2 separate regions of the Gossypium arboreum genome follow, and region 1 is linked to region 2. Evidence: chromatin contacts called from public Hi-C data. All regions are on one chromosome and are shown on one strand. The core of a region is the stretch at or near the end of the contact, and the rest is flanking DNA. Distances in the headings are between cores, read along the strand shown. Region 1 holds the start of LOC108474485 (bidirectional sugar transporter SWEET1). Region 2 has its middle 9.3 kb from the start of LOC108475405.

Region 1 (7,013 bases), core at 3,025-5,524, 37 kb before region 2:
GGTTCAGAAAAAAAACGAGAGAAATCCTCTGAAATTCTTCCCAGTCCTCTAAGCTCCGGCCCTAGGCCGGTCTGCTCCGTTCATTGGACCTCCGTGCTCAGCCTCATGCGCCATCACCAAATCCGCCACACACGGCGGTCAGGATCCGAAAAGCTTCGCTTTTCTCGGCGAATCTAGAAGGTACTCCTCTCTCCTCTGTTTTTAATGTATTATATGTAGGTTGCTTACAATAAAGTAAAAAAAATAAAATAAAAGTAGAAAGAGAACAATAGATCACCTTCGTTTCTCGTGAAATCTTTTTGATATATTATTGCAAAAATATTTGGTGTACAATATCTTTGTGGTGTTTTTCTCTCTGTGTGTGTATCGAAAGTGTCCTCCCTTTTTACAGATTCCTAGAAAGGCTTTATAGCCTTAAACTGACATATTTTAGGAAAGAAATCACAAGATTTCTTTTCCATATCTTATTCTAATCTGCCTACTAATTTTCTTTCCTTTTTCGCAGGAAAATCGCGAAGATCCCTGTGGCAGACTCGTCGGCGTTGATGGAGACACGAAATCTGGTGGTGAGGAGCCCTGGGTATGCTGAGAAGTCCATTGATGACCTCGACAGTGCATTGATGGCCTTGATTCGGGGAGCTGGACAGACGCTCCCTAAAGCTTCCAGAAAATGTTGCGGCGCTAGGAGGGAAAGGCAGAAACCCGAGGGTTTCCTGCCTCAGTGTAAAAGTTGGGCCAATTGGGCCACTTAAGTTTTGTAATTGGGTTAAGGGTTTTAGGGGTTGATAGGTTTATTGGATCACCTTATAAAATATTTTATTTTAAAACATTAATTTTGGTCTACGAAAGTTGAGAAAACAGATTCGGGAGTCGGTTACGTACGAGGATGGTTAGCACCCTCGTAACGCCCAAAAATTGGTACCTAATTGATTATCAAGTGTCTTTAATGTCGGAAATTTGAAAGTTTTAAGATACAAACCTCTTTAGAATATTTTGATTTTGAAAATTAAGGTTCACTTGTATCAAATGAATCAAAATATTACATCCAATAAGTTAGGAAGCAATATTTTAAGACATTCGAAGCTAAGCTAGCCCTTTTGAAAATCCCTATCTCAAAACGACAAAACACCATATCCATGAAGTTAGGATACAACGCTTTGAAATTTCGAGACGGTTGCTCGTATTTTGAAAACCTTAAAATCTTAGAAGGGTGCTTGACTATTTGAACTCAACGAGAAAAGTCGCAACCAGAAGTTAGGGCACTACCTTTCTCAAGTTTCCAAATACCAAGCATTGCCTTTTTATTTTGAAAACTTTTGAAACTCGTTTTAATTAATGCATGAAGAGCCATATATATACACATTATAACATGTAAGATAGCATATTACAATAATAGATAGCTAAGACATGCATTTAAATAGTATGATAGTAATAATATAAAGGTCCTATACTAGATCCATACATAAATATAGCCAATCTTAGTTATATAACAACATACATATTAAGATATACATAGCATATATTGAAGATGAATAAGCAAAATGTATGAACATACAAAGTAATAATTAATTAAAAAACGATGCATGATATACAATTAGATATATAAATATATATACAAAACAAATGTGATAATATATAAAAATAATAATAATAATGTAGTAATATATATATATCAAACAAGCAACACTTAATAATATTATGAACTAGCACTTAATATATAAATAATATAAAATATAATAATATATAAAAGATTTAATACGTATTGAAATATAAAATACAGTGAGTAATTAAAAAAATATGCATATATAATTAAAATACAATATTTAATAATGCATGATAATAATAAATATATATATATATATGTAATGAAAAAAAACTTAAATAAATATAATGAAATGTAATATGAAATATGTATAATAATAATAATAATGTAACAAATATTTTACATATAAAATATAATAAAATAAATAATATAAAAATAAATAAAAATAAAAAACAATATATATATATATATATATATATAAAATAAAATAAAATATATAATAAAAGAATTTGTTTTTAAAAAATGATAATAATAATCTAATGAAGAATATATACTATTTTATATAACTTATTTTTTTTAAAAAAATAATATAAAATAAAAAGGATTAAAATTAAATTTAATTAAGAAATTTGGGGGTTAATTCGCAAAATAATAAAAATTCTGGGCCTGATTGAAATGCGCATTAAATTCAGAGGACTCACTGGGCAATTTAGCCCTAATCCCAAAATGACACCGTTTCCCAAATACCGTTTTAAAATCATTGTGAGGACTAAATTGAAACAAAATTAAAACGTTAGAGTTAAATTAAAAAATGAATAAAAATGAAACTATAAATATTAAAATTGCGAGAGGACCAATTGGGCAATTAACCCACTTTACAAAAACACGCGGATCCTCCCCGGGTAATCGGGTCAACACGCGGACCCTGAGGCTTGAAATGACGCCGTTTTATGCTTATTGAGTTAAACTAAAATGCCATCGTTTCATTTGGGCTATATAAGCCAAATTCTGAACTTTAAAATCATTTTTGCACCTGGTTCAGAAAAAAAACGAGAGAAATCCTCTGAAATTCTTCCCAGTCCTCTAAGCTCCGGCCCTAGGCCGGTCTGCTCCGTTCATTGGACCTCCGTGCTCAGCCTCATGCGCCATCACCAAATCCGCCACACACGGCGGTCAGGATCCGAAAAGCTTCGCTTTTCTCGGCGAATCTAGAAGGTACTCCTCTCTCTCTCTTTTTAATGTATTATATGTAGGTTGCTTACAATAAAGTAAAAAAAATAAAATAAAAGTAGAAAGAGAACAATAGATCACCTTCGTTTCTCGTGAAATCTTTTTGATATATTATTGCAAAAATATTTGGTGTACAATATCTTTGTGGTGTTTTTCTCTCTGTGTGTGTATCGAAAGTGTCCTCCCTTTTTACAGATTCCTAGAAAGGCTTTATAGCCTTAAACTGACATATTTTAGGAAAGAAATCACAAGATTTCTTTTCCATATCTTATTCTAATCTGCCTACTAATTTTCTTTCCTTTTTCGCAGGAAAATCGCGAAGATCCCTGTGGCAGACTCGTCGGCGTTGATGGAGACACGAAATCTGGTGGTGAGGAGCCCTAGGTATGCTGAGAAGTCCATTGATGACCTCGACAGTGCATTGATGGCCTTGATTCGGGGAGCAGGACAGACGCTCCCTAAAGCTTCCAGAAAATGTTGCGGCGCTAGGAGGGAAAGGCAGAAACCCGAGGGTTTCCTGCCTCAGTGTAAAAGTTGGGCCAATTGGGCCACTTAAGTTTTGTAATTGGGTTAAGGGTTTTAGGGGTTGATAGGTTTATTGGGTTTAGTGTATGTGTTAGGCTTCGGGTGTATTTGGGTTACACGGGTATTGGTTATGCGGTTTGTTTAAGCTTGGGCCCCAATGCTTGGGCTTTGTAACCTGGACTGTTAAATGGACTTTAAAATAAATATTTATTTATCTATTTTGCCCTTTTAAAGCCCGGTCAAATTTGGGCTATTACAGCAGATATTTGGGCAATTGTACGGTGGTCGAGGCTGAGCTTTGGGGAATCTTAAATGGCTTAAATCTTATTTTGGCTAGAAGTTTCGAAAGAGTCGTTATCCAAATGAATAGTATTGAAGCTGTTAATGCCATTTAATAAGGTTCTTCAGGGATTTCTAATTCTGCTCTCGTCAGAAGAATTCATTTTATTCTTAAAGCTCTAAAACAGTGGAACATTCAACATATTCCTTGCGAAGAAAATCTAATTACCGATAACTTGCCAAGTCAATTCGTTCCAAAATACCAGGCTTAAGATTGATTGAGGATCCTCCTATGAGGATTTAGTTTTTTACCTTCTTGTAATCCTTTCTTTTCACCAAAAAAAAAAATTATGAGTCTGTTTTATTCAATTACTCATAAATTATTTATTTAACATGGTTTGAGTTTAATTTTGGATAACCTGCTTTCTTATTCTTGATAAAATAACACCACAATGAATATTTCTTTTTTGCGCAATATTTTTATCGTAAAATTTGATTTTTAAATTAGAAATAAAGTATATTTGTATATCAAAATTAGGCTTAATAATTATAAATTTATATTTAAAAACTAAGAAATAGAAATAAATAATAAAACTTCAGTCTCACCTACTTTTATGAGCGTAACATTATCCAAATGAAAGAAATAAGGGAAATTGATTGATTCCTTAAAACAACAAACCTTGGAGACTGTATTTGTTTGAGCTATGGGTTGTTCTTCACGTAACTTCATTTCTAGTCATCCTCTCCTAACTTTCCTCTTCATTTATTTGTCCTTTTTTCTCCCTTTGCATAATTTATTCTTCCTTCTTCCAAATCCCCATTTCATTCAAGTATAAATATTGCATAACATTTGATTAAATCACTATTCTGATGTCACTATTCAAATCACATGGACTTGTTAAATTTTCATATTATCTGTAATACCAAAACAAGTTAAAGGGGGTAATGTGAATAAATTGAAAGTTTACGTCTTCGAATCCGTCCAATATCACTGTCAACAAAACCGCCTGTATCCAGGTTCCAGAGTGATATCAATTTTACCATGGTTTCTCGAGTATAAGAAGCAAGCAGAAATGGACGCTTCTCCTTACTGGGGGGGGGGGGGGGTCCTTTGGATAAGATCAAACACCACAACATATATTTTCATTTTTACTGTTCTCCAGTTAGTTTTCAACCGTTTTCTCTCTTCTCCCTTCTTCCCCTTATTTTCTATATAAACCGCCTTGCCTTCCTTCTCCATCCCCTTTCTTCTTATACTTACATCTTCACTCTGAATATTTGGGTTTTGGTTAAGGTTTCAACAATGGAGGTTTTGCATTTCGTGTTTGGTGTTTTTGGTGGGTTCTTCTGTTTCTTTTCATCAACTTTGTTTACTGTTTTTTTATTTATTTAAAATTTATGGTTTTCTCTGTGGTGTTTTTTTTTTTTTTTGGGTACAGGAAATGCCACTGCTTTGTTCCTCTTCTTGTCGCCGACGTATGTATAACAAAGCAACTGTTAAATTATTTTCTCGGGAAACAAAAACACAGACTAATCTTTTCTTTTATGAGTTTTGGTTTTAAATGTGAGAACTTTAAAACGGTTATTCTTCATCAGTGGAAGAACAACAAGTATTTTCTTTTCTTAGCCAGTTTTTTGGTTATTGGAAACACATCCAAACAAAGGCTAATTTTTTGCCAGTTTCTGGTTTTTGGAAACCAAGTTGAATCAACAAATATATTATCCCCCAAACAAAGAAAGGTGAAACCATTTGTTTTTCTTAATGTAGAAATTCATGTTGGTTTTTTTTCTTTTTAAAAATATAATTTTCCTCCATTTTCTAGTCTTCAAAATGGTTATAGATAATACTTGTTTACTTAAAATTTTTCTCTTCTCTACACATTTTGGGTATTTAAAAAAAAATTAAAAAAAAGAGAGAAAATTTCAATTACCATTCAAAGATTGATTTAAAACTAATTATTTTGTTAAATCATGTTTAAATTTTGAAGGATTACATTTAAGAGGATCATTAGAAGTAAGTCCACGGAGCAATTCTCTGGAATTCCCTATGTCATGACCTTGCTCAACTGTCTCCTCTCTGCCTGGTGAGTTTTTATATAATTCTTTTAGATGATGTCAAATTCTTTTTTGGAACTCCAAAAGTGTGAAGAACAAATCTTCTTTAAGTTTGTTATAATTATCTAGAAAAAGTTAAAACGCAGCCTTATCATTCATTTATGGCAAATCTTTATTTGTGGTTTGTGACAAATTTTCCTATAGGTATGGCCTTCCCTTTGTATCTAAAAACAACATCTTGGTATCAACAATCAATGGGACTGGTGCAGCAATTGAGTCCATTTATGTATTGATCTTCATCATCTATGCCCCAAAGAAAGAGAAGGCTAAAATATTTGGGCTTTTCACTTTTGTTCTCACTGTTTTCACGGCTGTGGCACTCATCTCCCTCTTTGCCCTCCATGGAAATGGCAGAAAGCTCTTTTGTGGCCTTGCTGCCACCATTTTCTCCATCATTATGTATGCTTCTCCACTTTCAATCATGGTAAGCCTCAACCTTACAAAAAAGAGGAAACCCTTTTTCTTTATTTGTGCTAATTCCATCCCTATCATTACAGAGGCTGGTGATCAAGAGCAAGAGTGTTGAGTTCATGCCATTTTTCTTGTCACTATTTGTGTTCCTCTGTGGTACTTCATGGTTTATCTATGGTCTCCTTGGTCGTGATGCTTTTGTTGCTGTAAGATATATGCCAAGTTCTTAAATCTCATATATTGTTTGTGCATCAAAATTGAGAGGCCTGCCATTGTGGTGTTGTTTTTTTCCTAGGTCCCCAATGGGTTTGGGTGTGGGCTAGGGACCATGCAACTCATCCTTTACTTCATCTACCGCAACAACAAGGGGTCTCAGGAAATTAAGAAGCCAAGTGGTAATGGAACAAGCATTGAGATAGGTGAGAAGAAACCCCACCAAGACAAGCAGCACCCCAATGGCAAAGTCCCTCAAGATGAACAAGTTTAAATCTTTTGTTTCAAATTTCAGTTTCCTGCATCTTAATTTCTTGTAATGAATTGCAAAAAAACACAAGTTAAGGATGTCAAAAATTGACAATTCCTTGTAATGAAATGCAAAATCAATTTGAATATGCCAAGAAATATATGAGAATGGGGTCGTGAAGTCTTGTTGATGTAAAAGTTTTAATTTTGGGCTAAAAAAGTGTTTTAATTTCTTTGTTGAAAACGACCTTCGGATTCTCTGATAAATGGTTGGACGATTCAGGTCCATGTAATAATTGTCATGGTCCAGCCACAGGGAAGAATCTTGGTCTAATTTCAACATCCCTTTGGACATTTAGGAAAATGCATATGTGTTGAAATCATATTTGATATAAACAAATTAAGCTTTACATTTTTATATAATATGGTATACCATAATTTTTTGTCT
Region 2 (7,437 bases), core at 4,150-6,649:
TGTTTTCCTAATGGTTTATAGTTTCTGAGAGCAACATAAATGAGGATTATGTATTATAGATATCAGGTTAGTTTATCCAGTTGGTTCCTAACCAGATTATTTTACAACCTAACTAGCACAATACTTCAACTAACATGGCGTACAATACTTTTGGCGATAATTCAAAACGTACTTACCCCTTATTACTTAACATTATCATTTCCTTTAAATAGCAAAATATCCTAAAACAAAATTTTCATTTACTTACATGGCAATTACTATACGCTCACACCTTTGCGCCAAAAGAAACATATGGACAGATTACACTTCGCCAAACAAATTATTTTTCCGTTATATGCCAAAATCTTAGGTTCGCCAAACTTAAGGTGTGACAATTCTCCTCCCCTTAAAAAAATTTCTTCCTCGAAATTTTCTAACTTTGGATAATTTCATTAAATAACTGAAACCTAACTTTTTGTGTCAGGCGTATACCACTAATTTGGCGGATTTAGAATTTTGCAGCTACCGACGTAAATTCAAACATTACATAACTTACCTTTTTGATAGATGTAAAAATTGTATTAGAGAACTTGAATAGTTTTCACGAATTAAACTTCTTGCACATGTTTGTTTCTATAAAGAATATACTCAATCACCCCTTCAAACACTTTTGCTAAATCAATTGAAACCTTAACTTTTTCTCTGCTTAATCTTTCTTCTTTATCTTCAGTCTCAACTTTCACAAAGGTAACATTTTCCTTCCTTTCATTTCCTTTCTTTTCTCTTTTTCATACAAAAATGGTCAAGACAAAAACTAAAAGGAGGGGTCAGAGACAAAATAACCAAAACACAATTCCCAGAAATCCCTTTTCCTGAATTTTTATCAGCTAAAAATAAAGAGACAAGGAACTGCTATTGAGAATGTTTGCCTCAATGTACGCCAAGGTTGTAAGCCAAAAATGTAAAATAATATTTCAAACTTGCAACTAAGAAATGACAAATTCATACGAGTCATCTATAGGCTTGAAAGTGGATTTGGCTTTCCTACATGTTGGTCTCTTCCTCAGAAATTTGTTTATTCTCACTATCAGCCAGTTGATTCAGAAGTGGCCTTAAAGCAATATAAATTACTAAAGAGGGGGTGAACACTTAAACTGGTGGAGACTATTAGAGTTAGGAATGTCTTCCAATATTGTTTATAGAATCTAAGTCCAAACTATCGTTGGGCAACTGACCCCATTAATTGGTTAGATGATTACAATGTGCCTTCAGATTCCGAGGCCTGGCCTTTTAATGCTATGAGCAATCTAGCACAAGTTTTAATTGGGCGTATAAGGGAACCTCCCTTCTTTTTCTATGAAATTTGTGGGATTCATTCTCACTTCTTCTTCTTCTTCTTCTTCTTCTTCTTCTTCTGCTAAGGAGAGCGCTACTACTGCCCCTCGAAGAAATTAGCAATGAAGAAAAATTAGAAGAGGCCCAGAGTAAGTGAGGGTACTCAAGAATCTGAAGAGAGCGAGTGCCCACAACTAACACGGCATAAACTTAGAAAGGGGTTACTAACACTAAAAATTCTCCAATTCTAGCACTTTATGCAATTGTAATGAAATCCGCCCAATCTGTAGACTCTCCAACTCATAATGTTGATCCTTCACTAGCTGAGGTCCCAGCAGCAACTTTACTCTCAGAATAGCTAGTGGTTCCCACTAGTTCTCCTCTTTGAAGGTTTTCCACGTGTTCGTTCCACTCCACTTTTACTATCTCGTTATTTATACGGATTGATCCCAACAACTTTTATTCTAGCTCTCAATTCTTTCAATCTACTAATAAAACTAGTTCTTCATTAGGTAAGGGTTATTTTGCAGCATATATGGCCTCAACTCCTCGAACTTTTCCTGGTATTCCTGAACTGTAGTTTTCTAAATCAGTTTATTAAATTCTTCAATAACATCTGAACATGTTCTATTACAAAATCTTTAGCGACGACCAACAGAGAAATCTTGCCATTACACATACCCCTTTTGCATAATGTAACAATCATACCACACTTCAGATTTGTTACGATCAGAAATAGAAAAAATTGCAAAGTATTTCTGACATTTTTTAACCTATCCCCTAGGATTAATCCCGTCAAAAGTAGACAATTCTGTTTTCGGTCTACAAGCAAAAGCATTGTTACTTGTGCCAGAGTTAGACCCTTCTATATAATCGTTGTTTTGACAATGACTGCCATTTAACCCTGATAGAGTATTTGCTAGCAATCCAGGTTGATTTAGCTCATAACTATACTTTCCATGTTCATCAATAATAGTGACTTCAATAAGGGCTCTTACAGTTTCTTCTATTAGGAATAGCTACAGTGATTGAAGGTAGTTGGATGCTTGTATTAGCAAGTTCTTCGGCAGGGTTCTAACATCACTATGGGTTTTCCTTTTTGCATCATCAACTGTAGCATCCTAGACGTGCAAAAAACTTGATTTTCAGAGCAGTTTATCATTATTTTCAACTAACTTGGCTTCAATCCTTTTTCTTTGTTCTTCCCACCAAGCTAGTATCGTCTTCTCAACTGCTTTTAAACCAATTTACAGTGCTTGCATTTGTTCCTGTAATGAGTTCAACTTGGTATTTTCTACCATTTATTTCTTGTTTCTGGTTCTTGCCAGTGTAAAGGTGGATACTAAGCTATGAATATCAATTGTCACAGAATTTGCTGTACAGGTAAAAGGTTCGAGGAAATGAGAAGAATGAAGAAAGGATCAGAGAGCATGGTAGAATTTAGAAACAAAAAAGGTCTTATATTTCATTTATAGAATTCTCAGTACATACGTGCACTATATGTAAAAAAAAAAATGCTACTACATAGCAAAATTTAGCAATTAACAACATATATTGAGAAATAGAAAGTGATTAAATATTATTTCGAGGATATTTTTATATTTTTATATAAAATTTAAAATACAAATGATGTATAACATTTACTTTCTCAACTTAATCACTTCAATTAGAGTTGTATTTAGTTTTTATTCCAATTTATGTAATAATTTAATTTAATTTAATTTAATTGATTCTTTATTTATTAACTTCAGTTTATCTCTCAAAATTCTATTCAACTTTTAGAACAGACTCTCTGAAATCAACTGATGAGCGAAGAAGAAAACAAGATTGATGTTTCAAAGTAAATGTTGGTTTTTAAGCTTTAGTTGGGCTTCTTACTTCATTAAACCCTTTTATATAAATTTGGACTTGATTTTCTTTAAACTTACAAGCTAATTTGGGCTTGTTAATTGAATTAAAAATAGGCTTAGTCTAAGTTATTGTTTAATATAAAATTTAATATTTTGATGATTAAATTTTAAATCTTTTGATAATTCGTAATAAAAATCAGAATTATAAAAAGTAATAAATAAATAACTATTTACCGCTTAGCATAATAATTTCATTTCATTTCTTTTAACATTATAGTATCCTTTAAACCATATATCATCCTATAACCAAGTGTAGAAATAACACTCTTTTAAGAAAAATAAAGATATAAATATAAAATAAAAATTTTATAATTCACATTGTGTAACAAATATATTATAAAATTTTATATAATTAATAAATAAAACTTTGTTTGAATTGATGAACTACAAAAGTTAAAAACTATAAAAGTTTGGGTTTTTTTTTATTGTTATGTTTTATATAAAATATAAAATGATAAAAAAAAATTTCAACAAATACAATATAATTTGTAATGTTAGAGTTGTGTGACTTAAATTCCTGTTAAAATAAAATACAAGTGGCAAGATAGGGGTTCTACGAGGGCAAAGGCTAGTGCCGAAGTGAAATCCATATAGAAGTTTACTTCCTCTATTTGATGTTGATTAGAATAAAGTATTTTAACTTTACTACATTACTTTTATTTGACTTTGATTAAATATAATTTTACAAACCTATAAATAAACGTAGCCTATATTCCTATTGTAAAATTCGAATTTCGACATAGTAAATTTTATTCTTCTTTGCTCGTTGTATTTTCCCGAAAGGATTTTCACGTAAAATTTTACATGTTCTTTTCTCTCTTTCTTTGCAATTCATTGTCTTTATCGGCGTTCAATTTTTCACATGTAAAGTAAGAGTATTTTCATCAATACTCAATCGATTTAATGCTTGATTGGCTCATGACAGTAACTTAATCAAGTGCTTAATATATAGTATGAATAAAAGAAATGGGTAAACTACTTAATTAGCCACTGAATTTTTGCAAGTTCTTATTTTAGTCACCTAATTATGACAATTTTTAATTTGATCACTAAACTATTCGAATTTATTTTTATTAATCACTGTGTCACTAAGTTTGAAACAACTAGATGATGCGGCCATTATAAACTACATGAATGGTCACTCAACTATGAGAGTGTTTCTGTTTTGATAATCCAACTATATAAAAAATTATTTAGTCACTAATGTTTCCAAAATTAATTTTTTTAGTAACATGCCATTAAAGTTATAACAAATGTTGGACATAGACTTTTTTTATTGATCTAATAACAAATTTTACCATTCAATATTTATATGTTCTATCAATTTAGTCCTAATTCTAAAAAATATCAATAAATTTTAACTCTAAACATTCTTACTAGTGTTTGGCTCTAGAAAATTTTTTAATAATTTTTTATTTGACTCTAGTAAGACTTGAGTTTTTTAGGCACAAAAGAACCACTATTTTAACATAAAAATTTACAACAAAAACAATAATAAACAACTTTCCGACGATTTATTATCTCTTTGGCGTCGGAAACTAAAAACCTTTGAATTTTCTAGTGTCGAAAAAACATTGTTTAATCTAAAGTGTTAAAAAAAATTTACCAACAGCTTAAGATTTTTTGTGGCATAAGAAACTAGAAACCTTTGAATTTTATTGCAGTGAATAACACCACCTAACATGAAATTAATAAGTTTTGTAAATATTAAATGTTAAATTTTTAAATTTTTAAAAATTGAACTAATTTATAGAAGATATAAATATTGAATGGCTAAATTTGTTATTAAAGACATGGTGATTAAAAAATTTAATGATTAAATTGAAAAATTTTTATAATTAGATAATTAAAACAAAAACATTCTCATAATTAAACCATCATTAATATAGTTTATGACAGTCATGTTATCCAACAGTTTCAAATTTAATGGCTAAAATTATAAATTTAAATAATTTAATGATAAATTAAAATTTTCACCAAAATAAAACACAAAAATTCAGTATATTGAAGGAAATTAACGTGGTATTCGTTTATCCTTTTTGGAGCGGTCGTATAATCACCGTTGATAAAAAACCGAATTTTGGATAACATATTAAGTAATGTAGTCCTCTCCACATGTTAATAGGGTGCAGTGTAGTGCTTTTTGTCCCTGTGCAGTGTGCATCCGTGAGCCACACATTAATTAAATTTTTCTTTTTTCAGAAAACACACATTAATTAACTTTATTCTATACGCTATACATGTTAATAGATTTGCTCCTAAATTTGACAATTTTCTCATATTAATCCCTAAATTTCTTTTATCATATTGGTTATTAAGGTTGGCATGTGTTATATAGACTGGTCTCTACATTAACACCGTGTATTTTTTTAAGAATTTGTTGATGTGGATAAGTATGGGGTTAAAATTTTATTTTTTATATATTCAATTTTTTTGAATTTTTTTTCAAAATTTAAAGTTTTTTTTTTAATTTTTTAAGAAAAATGAATCTACATGTCGTCCCTTTATTTCTTCACATTTCGCTCTCATACTTGTCCACATCAGCATATTCTTCAAAAACAAATTGTGTTAGTGTAGGGATTAATATGTTTAGTGGATGCCAATTTTAGGGACTAATATGATCCAAAAAAAAATAGAGGTCAATGTGAGAAAAGTTGTCAAATTTAGGGGTTAATCTATATATTAAGCCTTAAAAAACTAACGATGTTAACAATAAGGACCAATTTATGTAAGAGATACCAACTTTAGGAAGTAATGCGATAAAAAAAAGTTTAGGGCCAATTTGAGAAAAGTTACCAAATTTAGGGGTCAATCTATATATTTAGCCAAAAAAAAAAACTAATGTATAACATTCCTTTGAAGTATTAGTTATAAGTTTAAACTTTGATATTGTATTTTTTTTTAAGTAGTTTTTTAATTTTTACATAAATATTTATTGAAAAGAATATTTTAGTTATTTTCTAGTGACTTTGATCCAATTAGAGGGAGATATATGCGCTCTTCTGCTTCTAGCCTAGCCCACAGGATTATGATAAAAAGTTCACTGTTTTTGGATTTATTCAAATTAACTTTTTTTCTTCAAAAGAATTTGTTTTTGGATCAAATCAAATTTATTGGTTTAAAGTTTTGCTACTTTTTTTTAATAGTGAAATACTCATTAAGTCCTTATCAAATTTGTTAGTTCCTTCAATTTTTTACTAACTAAATTCTGGATTTTGTAAAAAATAATTCCAGCATAAAATAAAATTTATCATATTATTACAAAAAAAATGTTTTAACTTTTATAAGGGAAATTAGTAAAATTTAAAAATTATCACAATATTTAGAATATATGTCTGTATTTAAATTTTTTATATGAAATAGAAAATTTGAAACTAATAATAATAATCAGATTATGATAAATTCATAATATGCGTGAAAAATAAAATTATGTAATAAATATGTATTTTTAAAATTGATATAAATAATAAATGAGGTTTTAGCTTAATGGTAAAATATAAATCATAAATATGGAAAATTAAAGAGACATGGATTCAAATTTTATTGTGTGTATATATTTTTTATTTTTATTTTTGTAAAAGATATAAAATGATAAAAATTCCTCAAAATAGTATAATTCACTTTGTAAAGTGAGGATATTTTTGTCTTTTCTAAATTGAGTTGATACATGATTAACTCGATGATATCAATTTAATCAACGGTTTATGATAAATTAGAAATTTTATCACATGAGTATGCGTATGGAAACTACATATTTAGAATACAAATATATGTTTAAAAATAACATACAATAAATAATGAAATGTATGGTTTAGAATTAATTAATAATATAAGAAATATATATGATATTAAAATAAATAAAATTAGATTAAATTGTAAGTAAAACTAAATTTAAACATATGAATATATCATTAAGAATACTAAATGAATACAATTATTTATCGTAGTGTTGTTATCAATGCTAAGTTGGTGTCGAATTATTTTATAACATCATCTCAATTTTATTAATATATACAATTGGCAGAGTAATAAAGTGTACATAATAAAATTAAAATGTATAAAAAATAACTTTGGTCGAGTGATAAATTTAAAGTTTTATTAATGCCAGTGATGTGAGTTTAAATTCCTCCATATGCATACCTTTTGTTGTTGTTTTTTTAACTAAAAACACTAAAATACACTTAATTAATCTTATTTTAGACATGAATAATTT

Evidence for each region. Hi-C and Micro-C count contacts between places; a contact is called where the count stands out from the background.
Region 1: a Hi-C map of leaf shows a contact between it and region 2, with 1.8 times the contacts expected there. The contact joins the promoter of LOC108474485 here to the enhancer-like site in region 2. A contact is called at or near these places in 2 of 5 Hi-C or Micro-C datasets (both in leaf).

Annotation. Positions count from the first base shown.
Region 1 is chr3:125,956,208-125,963,220 of ASM2569848v2, reverse strand. LOC108474485 (bidirectional sugar transporter SWEET1) reads left to right here and starts at 4,274. Exons shown (of 6, transcript XM_017776424.2): 1 at 4,274-4,914; 2 at 5,017-5,053; 3 at 5,566-5,661; 4 at 5,837-6,116; 5 at 6,190-6,309; 6 at 6,399-6,763. The coding sequence starts at 4,881. The coding sequence ends at 6,590.
Region 2 is chr3:125,919,528-125,926,964 of ASM2569848v2, reverse strand. No RefSeq gene overlaps it. Among protein-coding and RNA genes, the nearest start is that of LOC108475405, 9.3 kb to the right of the region's middle. Within about 2 kb of position 5,399, at least 1 of the 2 cell types and tissues checked has an H3K27ac peak or open chromatin away from gene starts, as enhancers often do. A contact at or near this core is called in leaf, where this site is marked.